Linked DNA regions of Sus scrofa: region 2 is linked to region 1. The links are chromatin contacts, called in public Hi-C maps. All regions are on one chromosome and are shown on one strand. Each heading gives the region's core, a stretch centred on a gene start, on an enhancer-like site or on the middle of the called end of the contact. The rest is flanking DNA. Distances are from core to core; before and after follow the strand shown. Region 1 holds the start of ATP2A1 (ATPase sarcoplasmic/endoplasmic reticulum Ca2+ transporting 1). Region 2 holds the start of SPNS1 (sphingolipid transporter 1 (putative)).

The links. Hi-C and Micro-C count contacts between places; a contact is called where the count stands out from the background.
Region 2: a Hi-C map of skeletal muscle shows a contact between it and region 1, with 3 times the contacts expected there. The contact joins the promoter of SPNS1 here to the promoter of ATP2A1 in region 1. A contact is called at or near these places in 3 of 47 Hi-C or Micro-C datasets (embryonic fibroblasts, liver and skeletal muscle) and 2 of 2 datasets of contacts at active chromatin or transcription factors (alveolar macrophages and skeletal muscle).

What each region holds. Positions count from the first base shown.
Region 1 is chr3:18,543,344-18,550,566 of Sscrofa11.1, reverse strand. It overlaps ATP2A1 (ATPase sarcoplasmic/endoplasmic reticulum Ca2+ transporting 1), which reads right to left and starts at 2,574. Exons shown (of 23, transcript NM_001204393.1): 1 at 2,279-2,574; 2 at 1,930-1,947; 3 at 1,498-1,580; 4 at 1-70. The coding sequence starts at 2,396.
Region 2 is chr3:18,627,080-18,634,302 of Sscrofa11.1, reverse strand. It overlaps SPNS1 (sphingolipid transporter 1 (putative)), which reads right to left and starts at 4,657. Exons shown (of 13, transcript NM_001243020.1): 1 at 4,042-4,657; 2 at 3,878-3,943; 3 at 1,429-1,565; 4 at 131-282; 5 at 1-44. The coding sequence starts at 4,282.

The DNA.
Region 1 (7,223 bases), core at 1,325-3,824:
TCAAGAGGATGACAAAGGGCTCGACAAAGGCAGTGACTGTCTCTTCGCCTTCCTCAAACCAGGCCAGCACCTGGGAACAAGGGAAGGGAGGAGAATGGGTAATTAAGCCCCCCCACACTCTTCCCCCCCCCCACAGGGGTGAGGAGAAGAAATGGAGGTGAGAACCTGCACAGGAGCAAATGGGACGGGGCATCACAGGAGCACCGCCGCCCCACGTCGCTTTGAGGGCCGACACGCTCCATGGCCCAGACTCACACGAGCCCGGCGGTTGCTGATATTCAGCGGGCACAGGCGGGCACAGACATGCACAGCTCAGGGATTAGCTGGGAATGCTTTCAGGTTTCCCTGACCAAGTAGTTGGCTTGTAAACGAAGCTCCGGGGACACCCAGGCCAACTGCCCCCTGAGCCACATCCATCCCACAGGAGCCAAAACGCGCTAGGCAAGACCCTGTGGTCCCTGCAGGCGCTGGGCCCACCCATGGCCCTCCCCCACAGCAAGACGAGGCAGGGAAGCTCCAATTTCAAGAGGGAGCAGGAGGGGGGGATAGTGTTACGGGGCCTCCTGTACACACCCCACCCCAGCTGTTGCCACTGCCAGGCAACAGCCCCAGGCAAATGTCAAGGAGCAAATCTGAGAAGGAGAAGGGAGGCCCTGCCAGCTAGTACTCAGGGGCCCACGGGGCCTCCACTATAGAGACCAGGGGACACGGGGACTTTGGGGCCTCCAGAGTCTTGTCTTTGAGAACTAAGATGTTAAGGAAGAAACTCTCAAATGCAGGCTGGATGCTGGGATGGTGGGTGCTGAGGGGAGCTCCAGGGCAGGAGAGGTGCCAGGGCCTTAAGAGGGCGGTGGGGGCGGCCCTGAGGCTGTGAGGGGGAAGGGTCAGGTCAGGTCAGGTGGGTGAGGAGGGGGATCCCGGAGTTCCAGCCCCGATGGGGGGAGTTGGGAGGCGAAGCTCAGAGACAGATGAGGGGTCTGGGCCATTAGGTGCTTTTGGAGTCACCCTGGCACCAGCCGCTTTTTCCCGCCTCTGGGAGGGAGTCTTTGCTTCAACCAATCAGCGCCAGGAGGGCGGGGCCGGGGTGTCAGGATGCTCAGGGATTGGTGGAGCGGTTTGTGCGTCCCGCGGCATGCCGGGAGCAGTGGTGGCCTGGGAACCTCAGCGGCGGCGTGTGAGCCGTGGAGCCCAGCCGCGGAGCGCTTAGGGGGGTAACCCGAGACCTCGGAGCCCTTGAAGCTCCGGGGGCGGCTTAGCTTCAATGTTTTGGCTGAGAACACCCTAAAGCTTAAAATAAAACCTGCCTGTGGGGTGTGGGGGAGGACAGAGGAATATGCAAATCAGCGTCACCCCACCTCTCTCGGTTCTGGTCTGGAGAATAGGATGCTGAAGGCTCGGACTAGAGGAACCCATGATTTGGAGCCGGTCGCCAGCAGACTCTCCAGATCCCCCCAACCCACAGCCCCAGCCAGCCCCCAGAGGCCCTCCCACACTTACAAAGGAAATGCAGGCGGCCAGGAGAAGGATCCGCACTAGGAGGTCTTCAAACTGCTCTATCACCAGCTCCCACAGGGACTTCCCTGGGGGAAGAAGCAAGGGGAGGGAGCCCTCGGGGTTAAGGTCTAACAGATGACCGGCTGGGACTCTGGGTGCAGGCTGGGATCCAGCCTGGAGCAGAAAGGGTCTGTGGTGATGGGCAGGCCATTTGATGCTGAGAAAAGGGCTGAGGGAACAGGCCAGGAGTCCAAAAACAGGCTCCTCCAAGGAGTGGGCAGTTGTTCAAGGGCTGGATGCCTCAAGGAGAAAGTGCCCGGAAACTTCTGCCCCGGGCCAGGCTCTAACCTTTGGGGAGGAACATTTGTCCCAGGAGTCAGAAGGAGAGGGCAGGAAGAAGGGAGTGGGGCACAGAGGGGAAGAGGTGGAACTTACCTTCCTCAGCAGGGAGCTCTGCCCAGAGAGAAAGAAGAAAAGGACACATTCATTTGGCATTCAGTGCAATGCCGCCCGCACCCAGGACTTTGTGGCTAAGGTAAGAGAATCAGGCCACCAAAAGGGCAGCTGAGGTTCACCAAGGTTATCCATAGAACTTCTCCAATCTCTGGGTCTCAGGGACCCTGTTTTCTCAGTATCCTCCCCTCCCCTGCAGTCATTGGTCCATGACCTGTCTCCTCCCTAGGATCCCCTGGAGCGCAAGGCCCTGGTGTGTGAGTGTGAGTCCATGTGTGTGTTGTGCAGATGCGGGAGGGCACGACCGGCCTCTCCTGCAAGGGACACTTACCATTGTGGCCGTATTTCTCCAGATGCCGCTTAACTTGGTCCGGGGTGAGGCCTGTGGTCTCGCTCACCCCAAAATAGGCCAAACATTCTTCTGTGGTCTTGGAGTGTGCAGCCTCCATGGTGCTCCCTTCCTGGGGGCCAGGGGGCGGTCTGTTCCTTCTGGGGGGGTTTCCTCACGCGTGGGGGGCCTTCCTCAGTGTGTCCACCTGCCTGTCCGTCTGGGTTTCTTCCTCTCTCTCTCCTACCCCCCCCAGCTTATTCTTCCCTCCACGAAGCTCTGACCCCAGTCCCACTTGCAGCAGCCGGCCACCCCCCCCAGCCCCCAGCTGGTCCTTATGAGGGAGTGGGGGGGGCAGGCTCCCCCCTCCCCCAGATCAGGGATTGGCTGGCTGAGACTCCAGCAGGAGGGGTCAGAAGAGAGAGATATTTCTGCTGACAGAGGGGGAACAGTGGGGCTGCAGCCTGAGATGTCACTCATGAGGGAAGCTAAGGTGGCCCCAGCCCCAGGGAAGGGGGGGGGTAGGGAGAGACTTCGCTTTCTGTCTTCAGGGGTGAGCCCTCCTGAAATTGCCTCGACTTCTTCAGCTGCACTGAACTTCCTATTCCAACCTCCCCCTCTCCCCTTCTTAAGGCCACGTCTCCTCTCAGGCCTTCATCTCTCATTTTCCTGCGCTCCCTCCTTCAACCCCCCACCCCCACCCCGCTGCCTCATCCTCTCTGAACCTGTTCCTACAGCCACAGTCTCCTCCTTCCTTAGTTTGTGGAAAAGGCAGCAGAGATACTCCAACCCTCCAGGACTTGAAAAGAGGGAGAACATCCTTTGGGGGTGAGAGGAAGTGGCTCTAGAGGGACCAGGGGAAGGAAGGAGGGGAGAGGGTCAGGGGACAGGGCAGAAGATGGTAACCCTACCCTAGGGAGGGCTTGCTGCAGCCATCAACAAGGGATTTAGTGTCCAGGCCCTGGTGACCAAAGCCAGGACGGCCTGTCTCTCCCCCAACCCCCCCCCCACGCCCCATTGCTCTAAGTCAGCCTCTGGGAACGGAGCCTTTGGGCCCCCCCATCCCTGACAGGGAATCCCCCCCCTACCAAGAAAATGGGATACCCAGACAGCCGGGTAATCCAAGAGCCTACAGAATGTGCTGATGGCAGAGGGGGAGGGATCAATGTTTCCGAATGGGGGCAGGGGTCACCCTAAGTCACAGAATGAGGGTCACCTCATCCCACCCCAGGCAGTCTTTGAAATGCGGGGTTTACGTGGCAGACCCCAGGTGGCGTAGCTGTGCTAGCAGACAGCGAGCGAGGACCAGCGCTGCATGCTCAGGTGCTGGGCACACCCCGTGGGCAGAGGCCGGAGGAAAGGGGCATCATGGCAAGGGGCCCCTGGGGGAGGGGGTAAAGCAGAGGCTCCAGACTAGAGGAATGGCCGGCAGGCAGATTGATGGGGACAGGTCTAGGGGAAATAAGGACAGACAGAGCAGGGGGCAGAGAGACGGGGCCGCGAGGGTCAGAGGGAAGTCTGAGGAGCGGTGGGGAAAAGGGACGGCAGGGAGCTGGCATGTGGCAGCCAGGTGGGTGGGGGCCCAGGGCTGGGTGCAAAGCCACAAGTTGTTGCTGAACGGCTGGCCTGGGTATCAGCTTCCTCGGAGAAGCAGCTGCTCTAACGCCAGCCCCACCCCCACCTCTGCTCCAGCAGCATCGGGGCATCTTTTGGTTTGCAACGAGGGCAGCTGCGGCAGGAGCAGGAGCACACGGAGGGTAGCACGGGGTGTGGGCAGGGGAGGAGGAGGGCAGAGAGAGGAGAAAGGGTCAGGGAGAGAATGGGAAGAGGTGAGGGGAAGCAGCGGCCTCGGGGCCCTGCCCTCAAGTCCTTCCTTGGTCTAGGCTTTGGTTTCCTGAAATGAACAGGGAGGCGGATGGACCGCGGGGTTCTCAAGGCTGCTTCTCTGTCTGGTGCTCAGGCTCCTAAGTAGGCAATGGCCTAGGAGACAGCGGGGCAAAGGAAAAGGAAGCCCCGCTTTTTTTGGGGGGGGGGACGGTGACTGAGCCAGCAGGATGGATGGCACTGAAGGACTCAGCCCCCCCCCACCATAGCCATCCTTTCTTCTGCCTGGATGGGGGGGTGGCGGCCTCTGGGGTGAGTTGAGGACACGGTGCTCCTCCCCCACTCCTTTTTGTGGTTCCAACAACCCCCTCCCTGAAGCCGAGTCCTGCGGTGACTGTGACCAGGGTGGGGGCTCAGACAATGGGGTGGGCGTGTTGGGGTCACATCCACAGAAACTCCACCTGGCCAGGCACCCACCTTCTCAGGCCAGAGTCAGGCTCAGCATCTGCCAAGCCTCCTGTGGGTGCTGGCTGGCTTCTCCCCACCACCACCTGGAGGAGTGACAGGGGCACTGTCTTAAAAGAGCAGGAAATGCCCAAACATGGAGAAGGGGGAGAGGACGGAAAGACGGAAGAGATCTGGGCTTCAAGGGACTTGAGAACCTGAGGCCGAGGGAAGGGGGCAGGCTTTACAGGATAGAGCTGCCAACGGGGCCCTTTAAGGTTATTCACTTCTGCCTCCCTCAACTTCCCAGAGGGGAGAGAGACGCCTGAGAGGGAAAGCCACCAGCCAAGAAGCTGCAAAAGGCTCATCCTCAGGGAGGCTGGGGTGTGACCTGGGATGGAGGCAAGCCCTCCCTCTAGGGTCTCCAGGCCCAGAGTTGGAAGGTGCCCTTCCCCGGCTGAGGATGGGAGAGGAAGGACACCCAGCTAGAGCCTGGCCAATCCCCGACCGGTTCTGAACTTCAATTGAACATCCATAAAGACCGGCTTACAGGAGACTGTCTCTTAGGCTTCTGCAGCCAACTCATGCAAATTTGGGGTGGGGTGGGGTGGGGGTGGAGTGGGGGGGTTGGGTCCTTGTACCCTTCCCGCACCCATCTTCAGAAGCCAAGTCCCTGAAGGGTGGCAGGGTTTTGGGGGCGGGAGGGAGCCTCGCTGCACCAGTTGCTGCTAGATTAGAAGAGGATCAGGTCCTGCTTACCCTGGGGCGTCAACGCCTTCACTCGCCATCTCACTCTGAGAACACAGCATCCAGATCCCCAAACCACCACCGCCCTCCGCCCCGCCCTCTGCCAGGCCAATTCCCTCCCTGAGGCCAAGGTTTGGGGGAGCCCCGGGGATTAGACAGAACCAGGAGAGACGGCAGGCTTCCCCCGGCTAGCCCCCGGCCTGGGTGGCCCGTGAGCCCAGCTGTCTCCTGTCCATCTCCCAACAGGACGCAAGGCCCAGAATAGCAAGGTCATGAGCACGGGTAGGGCCTCCTGGAGGTGGGGGCAGAGGCTGAGGGGCATATAGACTCCAGACTGCCTGCGAGGGGGAAAGAGGCAGAGCTGGACAGAGGGGAGAAGGCAGAGGGCCAACAAGATAGGTGGGGCTCTTCAGAACCCCGCCCCCCCTTGTTAGAGCCTCCCCCCAGAGATGGGAAGCCCAGGGGTGCCTCCCGTCAGGGGAGGGCAGAGCCCCAGTTCAGTTCAGAGAACAGAGCCTGGGTCTAATGGGGGAGGGGGACGGGGGGTGGGGATGGGGAGACATTGCCAACTCCAGTGCCCACAGTCCTTGCTAGGCGCAGCCAAGCGGGGCTGGTGGGGATGGAGCCGATGCGGAAAGTGGGTACCATGTGAGACTCCAGCCTCTGATTTTGAAAAGAAACCAGTAATCTGAACTTTTGAGTGACGTTTCAATAGAAACATTAGCCAGGCCAACCAAATCATGTCGGCCACTCCAACCTAGATGAAGGGTCCCCCCCCCTTTTTTTTTTTTGCCTTTTCTAGGGCCGCTCCTGCACATATGGAGGTTCCCAGGCTAGGGGTCCAATCAGAGTCATAGCCACCAGCCTACACCACAGCCATAGCAACACGGGATCAGAGCATCGTCTGCAACCTACACCACAGCTCATGCCAGATCCTTAACCCACTGAGCAAGACCAGGGATTGAACCCACAACCTCATGGTTCCTAGCCAGATTCATTAACCACTGAGCCACGACGGAAACTCCAAAGCTTCCCATTTTACAGGTAAGGATATCGAGACCTGGAGGCACTACACACCTTGCCCCGGGCACAAAGCAAATGAGAAACAAAGGCAGGAGGCGAAGCCAGCGGCGCTGCTCCTTATCATCTAGTCACCAGCTTAGGCTCTGAAAAGGGGGACAGACAGCCTGCCCCGGGCCCTTCTGCAGCCAGGCTACCACTGCCACCTTAAAACTCTCCCAGCAGGTGGAGTTCCCATAGTGGCTCAGCAGAAACGAATCTGACTAGCATCCATGGGGACGCAGGTTCCATCCCTGGTCTCGCTCAGTGGGTTAAGGATCTGCCGTTGCCGTGAGCTGTGGTGTACATCGCCGACGCGGCTCCGATCTGGCATTGCTGTGGCTGTGGTGCAGGTTGGCAGCTGTGGCTCCCATTTGACCCCTGGCCTGGGAGTCTCCTTATGCCACGGATGTGGCCCTAAAAAGACAAAAAAAACCCCACCTCTCCCAACACAACCACCACACTCAGCACACCGCCCCCCGCCCCCCACCGCCCACCTCTCTCCGCCTGCTTTTACTGTGGGATAGGGACCCTTGATTGAAGAATTCCGAGCAGGAAGGGGCCTTGTGGGTCATCAATCCTGCTGTTCACTGTCATGTCCCATTAAAGAACTTGGTTGGAGACCCAAGAAGCACTGTTTGACTCTGCTGGTGCCACTCAAGAAACTGAACGGTCGGCGTTCCCACTGTGGTGCAGCGGAAACGAATCTGACTAGGAACCATGATGTTTCGGGTTCAATCCCTGGCGGCCATGAGCTGTGGTGTAGGTCGCAGACATGGCTCGGATCTGGTGTTGCTGTGGCTGTGGCGTAGGCTGGCGGCTGCAGCTCCAATTCGACCCCTAGCTTGGCAACATCCATATGCCCTGGGTGTGG
Region 2 (7,223 bases), core at 3,408-5,907, 82 kb before region 1:
CGGCCACATCTTTCACTTTGGAGCCTGCGATGTAACCCAGACCACTGCAGTGGGTTGGGGAGAGACAGCTGGTCAGTCACATCCCAGGCAAAGCCCTTCTGCCTCCCCGCCATGCCCGAGGTCCCCTCACCTGCCCACCGGGATGGCAAAGTAGAACACGCTGAGCATCCGACTCCGCTGGTCTGCCACGAAGAGGTCAGCGATGAGGGTGGGCGCGATGGTGGAGTAACTGGCCTCCCCAACCCCCACCAGGCCCCGGGTCAGAAGGAGCAGCCAGAATCGCTGGGGAACGAGACACGGGGGAAGTGGCACCCCACCTGGCGGCCAGCCTCCCGGCCAACCTCACCAGCCAGCTCTGAGAAGGTGATGGGGATGGCAGGAGAGGCCTGGGTTTTCAAATCAAACAGACCTGAGCTTGAATCCTGGCTCCACTACGTACTAGCTGTGACTTTGAGAAAGCAACTTAACCTCTCTGAGCCTCTGTTTCCTTATCTGCAAAAGGGGAATAATAACAACTGTTCACATAACTAGTGTGAGAACTGGACAACCAAAGGATGCTTCATCACCTTGCACCCAGCAGGTGCACAAGTCAATCTTAGCTTCTGTCTTGCCCAACCCACCTAAGACACCCCAATAGTGAATAATGATCTTAGGTGGGGGTTTATTCGTCTCCCAAGGACACCAGAAGCTCAAGACAAGGCACAATCGCTCAATGAGCCTATCTTGTGTCTGGGGCAGAGGAGACAGAGTCCAAGGGCAGAGAGTGAGAACAACAGACAGAGGAGATTTCAAAGGGGCAAAGATGCAAGAGCTAGGGAGGCAGGACAAACACCAGAAGAGGGGCATCGAGGAAGGTGAAGGGAGTTTCTGGAAGGAAGAAGTGGGTCAACAGAGCCAGAGGCTCTCAGGAGGTCTAGCAACAACAGGACAAGGAAATAGGAGCTACAGTTAGCAATTGAGAGGGCGCTGTTGACTTTGGCAGTGGCCAGGTGGGGGCAGGTTAACCAGCAGCGCTCAAGGGGGGAGAGGGAGGAGAGGAAGGGCAGGCAAAGAAGAGCTTCCTTCTGGCTGCTCTTTCACCCAGACTGGAGCTAGTCCAGGGGTCCTTTCGGGAAGAGGAAGATGGAGAGAGGGCGGTCGATAAGGTCCTTCTCGTGGCAGAGAAACCTGAGTGTTTTAAGTGTGCAGTGGGAAGAGTCAATGGTCAGGGGGAGAAGGGATGACGGACGGAAGAAGGTTCTGGAATAAAAGGGGAGAGGAGGGGATAGGCGGATAACTCAGGCAAGGAGGGGATAGAAGTTGGACCAAGGAAATTGCACAAGCTCCCTTGGTCCTGTCTTCAGTGACTCCAAAGAACAACAGCAAAGACTGATGGAGGAGGCGGGGGTGGGGTGGGGGGCAGAAGCAGGAGCCAGCGTGGGACCTCACCTCTTTGGGGATGAAGGATGACCCCAGTGTCACCAAGGACCAGAAGGCAATGCCCCCGCACATGAGATACTTCCGATTGTACCTGTCACCCAGGTAGCCAAACACAGGTGCCAACACCATGTAACTGGAGATGAACACTGGGGGGAAGCAGAGAGTCACAGCCCAGCCCCAGTATTCCTACCCCAACCCCCACCCCAGCTCAGGGAAGAAGCGGGGGCGGGGGGGAAATAATTCCCACCCAGAAACTACCAGAGCTTCCTAAGTGTGGTGGCAGGGAGCGGGGAGCCCGGCCCCATCTGAAACATTCTTTTTTTTTTTTGTCTTTTTTTTTAGGGGTGCTCCTGTGGCATATGGAAGTTCCTAGGCTAGGGGTCCAATTGGAGCTGTAGCTGCTGGTCACAGCCACAGCCATGCCAGATCGGAGCCGCATCTGTGACCTACGCTGCAGCTTATGGCAACGCCAGATCCCTAACCCTAGCGAGGCCGGGGATTGGACCCAAATCCTCTGGGATACTAGCCAGTTCTTCACCCCGTGAGCCACAAGAGAACTCCTGAAACATCTTTCAAATCTTCCACCGTAGAAGGGATGGCGCAGCTGACGCCTCACTTTCATCCAGTCGAGAACAAAATCCAAACTCCGTATCTTGGCCAAAACACACTTATCTGATCTGGCCCTTCGCTACCTTCTCAACCTCACATTCATCCCTCGCTGCCTCCCAAAGGTCCAACTGCCAGATTCAATACCATCTTAAGGCTTTGGGCACCTGCTGTCCTCACTGTCTGGAATGGTCTCTCCTCTTCTCTGAGCTTCACAGACCTAACTAAGCTCCTTCACCTTCAGCTCAGAAACCTTCCCATCCATCACATATCCATTGTCTTTACCACATTTGTTCTGTCTTCTTTTACTGAACAGTTACTGCCCAGCACAAAACAGGTGCTCAACACACTTGTGTTGCATGAAAACATGAACGGGGCTGCTGAGAAAAACCTGTTTCTTATCTAAACTCAACAACTTTTTGGAGTTCCCGTCGTGGCGCAGCGGTTAACGAGTCTGACTAGGAACCATGAGGTTGCGGGTTCGATCCCTGGCCTTGCTCAGTGGGTTAAGGATCCAGCGTTGCAGTGAGCTGTGGCGTAGGTCGCAGACGCGGCTTGGATCCCGCGTTGCTGTGGCTCTGGCTTAGGCCCGTGGCTATGGCTCCGATTAGACCCCTAGCCTGGGAATCCCCATATGCCGCAGAAGCGGCCCTAGAAAAGACCAAAAAAAAAAAAAATTTTTTTTCTTTCTTTCTTTTTTTTTAGAGTTGCATCTGCAGCATATGAAAGTTCCCAGGCTAGGGGTCGAGTTGGAGCTGCAGCTGCCATCCTATGCCACAGCCCAGCAACACCAGATCCAAGCTGCCTTGTCTGTGACGTACACCCCAGCTCACAGCAACACCGGATCCTTAACCCACTGAGTGAGGCCAGGGGTCAAACCCACATCCTCGTGGATACTAGTCAGATTCATTTCTACTGAGCCACAATGGGAGCTCCCCTAAACTCAACAACTTTTAAGAGCTTTGCAGACCTGGACCTATGATCTCATTTTCATTCCATGGAACGTTGGCTTAAATACCTCCAGTTCCTTAGCAGCCTGGAGGGCAGCAAAAAAAAAAAAAAAAAAAAAAAAAAAAAAAAAAAACACTGCAAAACCTGGTTTCCAACTCCTCTTCTGCCTTTTGTTGTGTGACCCCAGGCAAGTCTTAACTCTTCTCCTAGCCTCAGTTTCTTTATATAAATGCAGATAATACTACCTACTGCCTCTATAAAATAATAATAAGGATTCCTTGGCTGATAAAAGGATTAGAAGACAATGGGTGTAAAAGGTTTGGCCAAGTTCTTTGGATGTTATTAGCTCCAGGGCCTCCACCTGCTACCAGCACAGAAATGAAGGAGAGAAGGAAGGAAAAGAGACTTGGCCCTGGCTTTGGCCCTCCCACAAATCCCAAGTTCTGAACAAGTAAAACTCACCTCTCCCCTTTCCAGACACTCTGCTCCATTATTTACTGGGTGCCCAGCATTTTCCAACACTGTCCTATGCACTTCACCAGCACTATCTCATCTAACCCTCACATCGGTCCCAAGGGGTGAGCTGGGTTATTACGAACTCCATCTCACCCACAAGGAAAGTGAGGCTTAGAGAGATTGAGAGCCTTGCCAGCGATCACATTACGTGGAAAGCTGAGATTGAAACCCAGGTCTGACTTCACCGTGACAATGAACTGACTCCCTCTTTAATTCTCTGTAAATATGGCTCCTAACTCAACAGGACCGCCTCAGGGCAAAAATCACAGCCCTCTGGCCACGGTACCTCGCACAAATGACTCCCCAGGCATGCCAGGATGCAGCCCCAACTGGAGTAGACAAGATAAAAGATCTGCTGTGCCCCCAGGAGGGAACCTCCACTCACCGGTCTGAATGAGGCCGGAGCTACCGTCTCCGATGTCGAAGAACTGCTCGATGTCCGGAAGGACGCCTGGGAAGAAGAAGACTCAGGATGCGCTGGCCGAGGCCGCCCCACCTTCGGAAACCCGCTCCCTTCCCCTCTTCTAACTTTCTCCCTGAAGTCAGTACCAGCCACGGTGAAGCGGTCCATGTAGTTGAGGAGGTTGATATAGCACAGCACCGCCACTATGAGAGCCGAGCGGCCTGAAGACAAGCCCGTGATGCGCTGCAGTCCCTCCCGGTCCAGGACCTCGGGATCCTCGGACTTCGGGTTCCCCATGGGCCCCGGCAAGCCCGGGATGCCGGGCGCCGGTCCGTCATCCGTGTCATCCGCCTGGCTGAGGAAGGGCGTGGAGTCGGACCCGGACATGGTCCCGGGGGGTCGCGCCCGCCCGCGCTCCGGTCCCACTGACGATCCCTGCGTGGGGAGGAGGCTGGAGAAAGGAGGATGGAGGGGGAACCCAGGCAAAGCAGGTGCGCCGGGAGACCGGGAGGAGCTTGCCCCGAAGCCCAGAGCACCGGGGATGGAACCCGGGCTCTATCATGCGTCCCCGCCCCGGCAGACACACCGCGCGGAGGAGAAGAGTGGAACCCGGTGAGGTCGGGGACAGGAATGGGTTGAGGTTCGAGTCCCCTACTCCCCCAGCTGAGGCACCCTTCACCCCCGGTAGGAGCCCACTCGCGATCCCTCAGCCCCGGCTCTGCCCCACGGCCGCCGCCATGTTGCCTAAGAGCCGGTCATGTGACACCAGAGCTGGGCTGGGGGCGGTGAACGCCAAGGTGGGTCAGCCCCGACGCGACTACGGAGGCCGCGCGCGCCCCTGCGGCTTCTCAGCCGCTCTCGCATCACGTGACTGAGGGCGCAGCGGGAGCTCTCCACCCAGTTTTTCAGGCAGGACCGACAGACGACCTAAAGGAGTCTAGGTGACCTAGTGCGAGTCCCTGCCCGTCTGAATCTCGGCTTCCTTATCTGCAAGGCCTGCTTCTTATCGAACGAGATCAGATTAGATAATGGAATGTTAAAAGGGTCTGGAAATTGGAGTTCCCGTCCTGGCACAGCCAAAACGAATCCAACTAGGAACCATGCGGTTGCGGGTTCGATCCCTGGCCTTTCTCAGCGGGTTAAGGATCCGGCGTTGCCGTGAGCTGTGGTGTAAGTCGCAGACGCGGCTCGGATCCCGCGTTGCTGTGGCTCTGGTGTAGACCGGTGGCTACAGCTCACATTCGACCCCTGGGAACTCCATATGCAAGGAACAGTTCTTACGCTCTTACCTTCTGTGTCCGTTTGGGGCTTCATACATGCTCAGTGATGAATGAATGGTGAACAGCGGCTCCCAGTCCTGGCCTCTTGCCTGGCCCCGGTCAGCTCCCTCTAAACCCCTGAGCTTTCCCTGCAGGCGTTGAAGAAAGCCTCCCCAGAATTTATCCACCGCGTGTGGAGTCGGTTTTTCCCTCACCTCTAACGGGACCGAAGCCCTTGCGCCTTCTAATGGTCTCTCTTGGAACAGTCAGGGGCTCAGGAGGCCAAGCTGCAGACTGGGCTCAAAGACTACAGAGCCTTGGCACCAAAACAGCTTGGTTGCTTGGCACCTCCCTGCCCCAATCACCAAGCTACAGCTGATAAACATACACTCTAAGTAAAATTAGTGAAGTTCTATGCAAATACAACTTCAAGATCCCTCTTCCAACCAGACCTCTAAGCCCCTCTGCTGAAATTCTAGTCTCCTAAGATCTTGAGGCCCCCAAGAGGCCTTACCTGAAACCTGAGTCCCGGACCTACTTGGTATTGCCCCAGGAGGTACTTCATGTTTCAGAACATTAAGCCTAGTCTGCCATGTGGGCCTAAAAGAAAGAGATGGAGAGGGATTTCAGATTGTATTCACTGAATTTCCTCAGTACTGTTGAGCGTGTACTCTATGCCTGGCATTGTATCCGGTGTCAGGCAAATGCAGATTTATCTGGAGCTTATCTGAAGGGGACAGCTATCCATACACATGTAAAATTGCACCTGTCAAATGAAAAGGCAAACCACAGACTGGAAGGAAGTATTTGCAAAGCATGTATCCAACAAGTGACTTATATCCAGGTGTATAAAGAACTTTTATTTATTTACTTATTTATTTTATTTTTAGGGCCACACCTATGGCATATGGAAGTTCCCAGACTAGGGGTCAAATCGGAGCTGCAGCTGCCAGCCTACACCACAGCCGCAGCAACACCAGATCCGAGCCTTGTCTGTGACTTACGCTGCTGCTTGCTGCAATGTCAGATCCTTAACCCACTGAACGAGGCCAGGGATTGAACCTTCATCTTCATACTTGTTTGATTCTTAACCTGCTGAGCCACAATGGGAACTCCCTAAAGAACTTTTTTTTTTCTTTTTGGCTGCCCCGAGGCATGTAAAATTCCCAGGTTAGGGATCAGATCTGAGCTGCAGTTGAGACCAAGCCTCAGCTGTGACAGCACCAGATCGTTAACCCACTGCAGGGCCAGGTATGGAACCCAAATCCCAGTGCTCCTTAGACACCGCTGATCCCGTTGCACCACAGCAACGCCAGATCTAAGCTGCGTCTGTGACTTACACCACAGCTCACGGCAATGCCGGATCCTTAATCCACTGAGCAAGGCCAGGGGTCAAACCTACATCCTCATGGATACTAGTCAGATTTGTTTCCATTGAGCCACGACGAACACTAAAAAACATAATTTTTTAAGTGGGCAAAAGATTTGAACAGACATCTCGCAAAAGATAAATGAATGGCCAACAAGAATATGACACCATTGGTCATTAAGGAAGATACAATTAAAACCACATTAAGATACTACTATACTAGAATGGCTTAAACAAAGAAAAAATAAAGGACCTGATAAAATCCTGGAAATGATATGGAGAAACTAAAACCTTCATACAGTATTTATGGGAATTGCAAATAGTACAGCTATTTTGGGAAGCGAATTCGCAGTTTTTCTTTAAAAATTAAACAGACAAAAAAATTAAAATTAAAATTAAACAGACACTAAAAAAATATTAAGTATACACTTCCCATGTGACCGATCAACTCCACTACTAGGTAGCTATCCATGAGAAATGAAAACATGTTCAAACAAAAGCCTGTATGCAAAATTCAGGTTCATTAGAAGCCTTATTTGTAATAGCCATAAAATGAAAACCAAAAAAACAAGTATCCATCAACAGGTGAAGCATATATCCATCAATGCTACACATAATATGGATAAATCTCAAAAACATTGTGCCAAGTGAAAGACCCCGACACAAAAGACTGCATACAGTATTATTCCATTTGTACAAA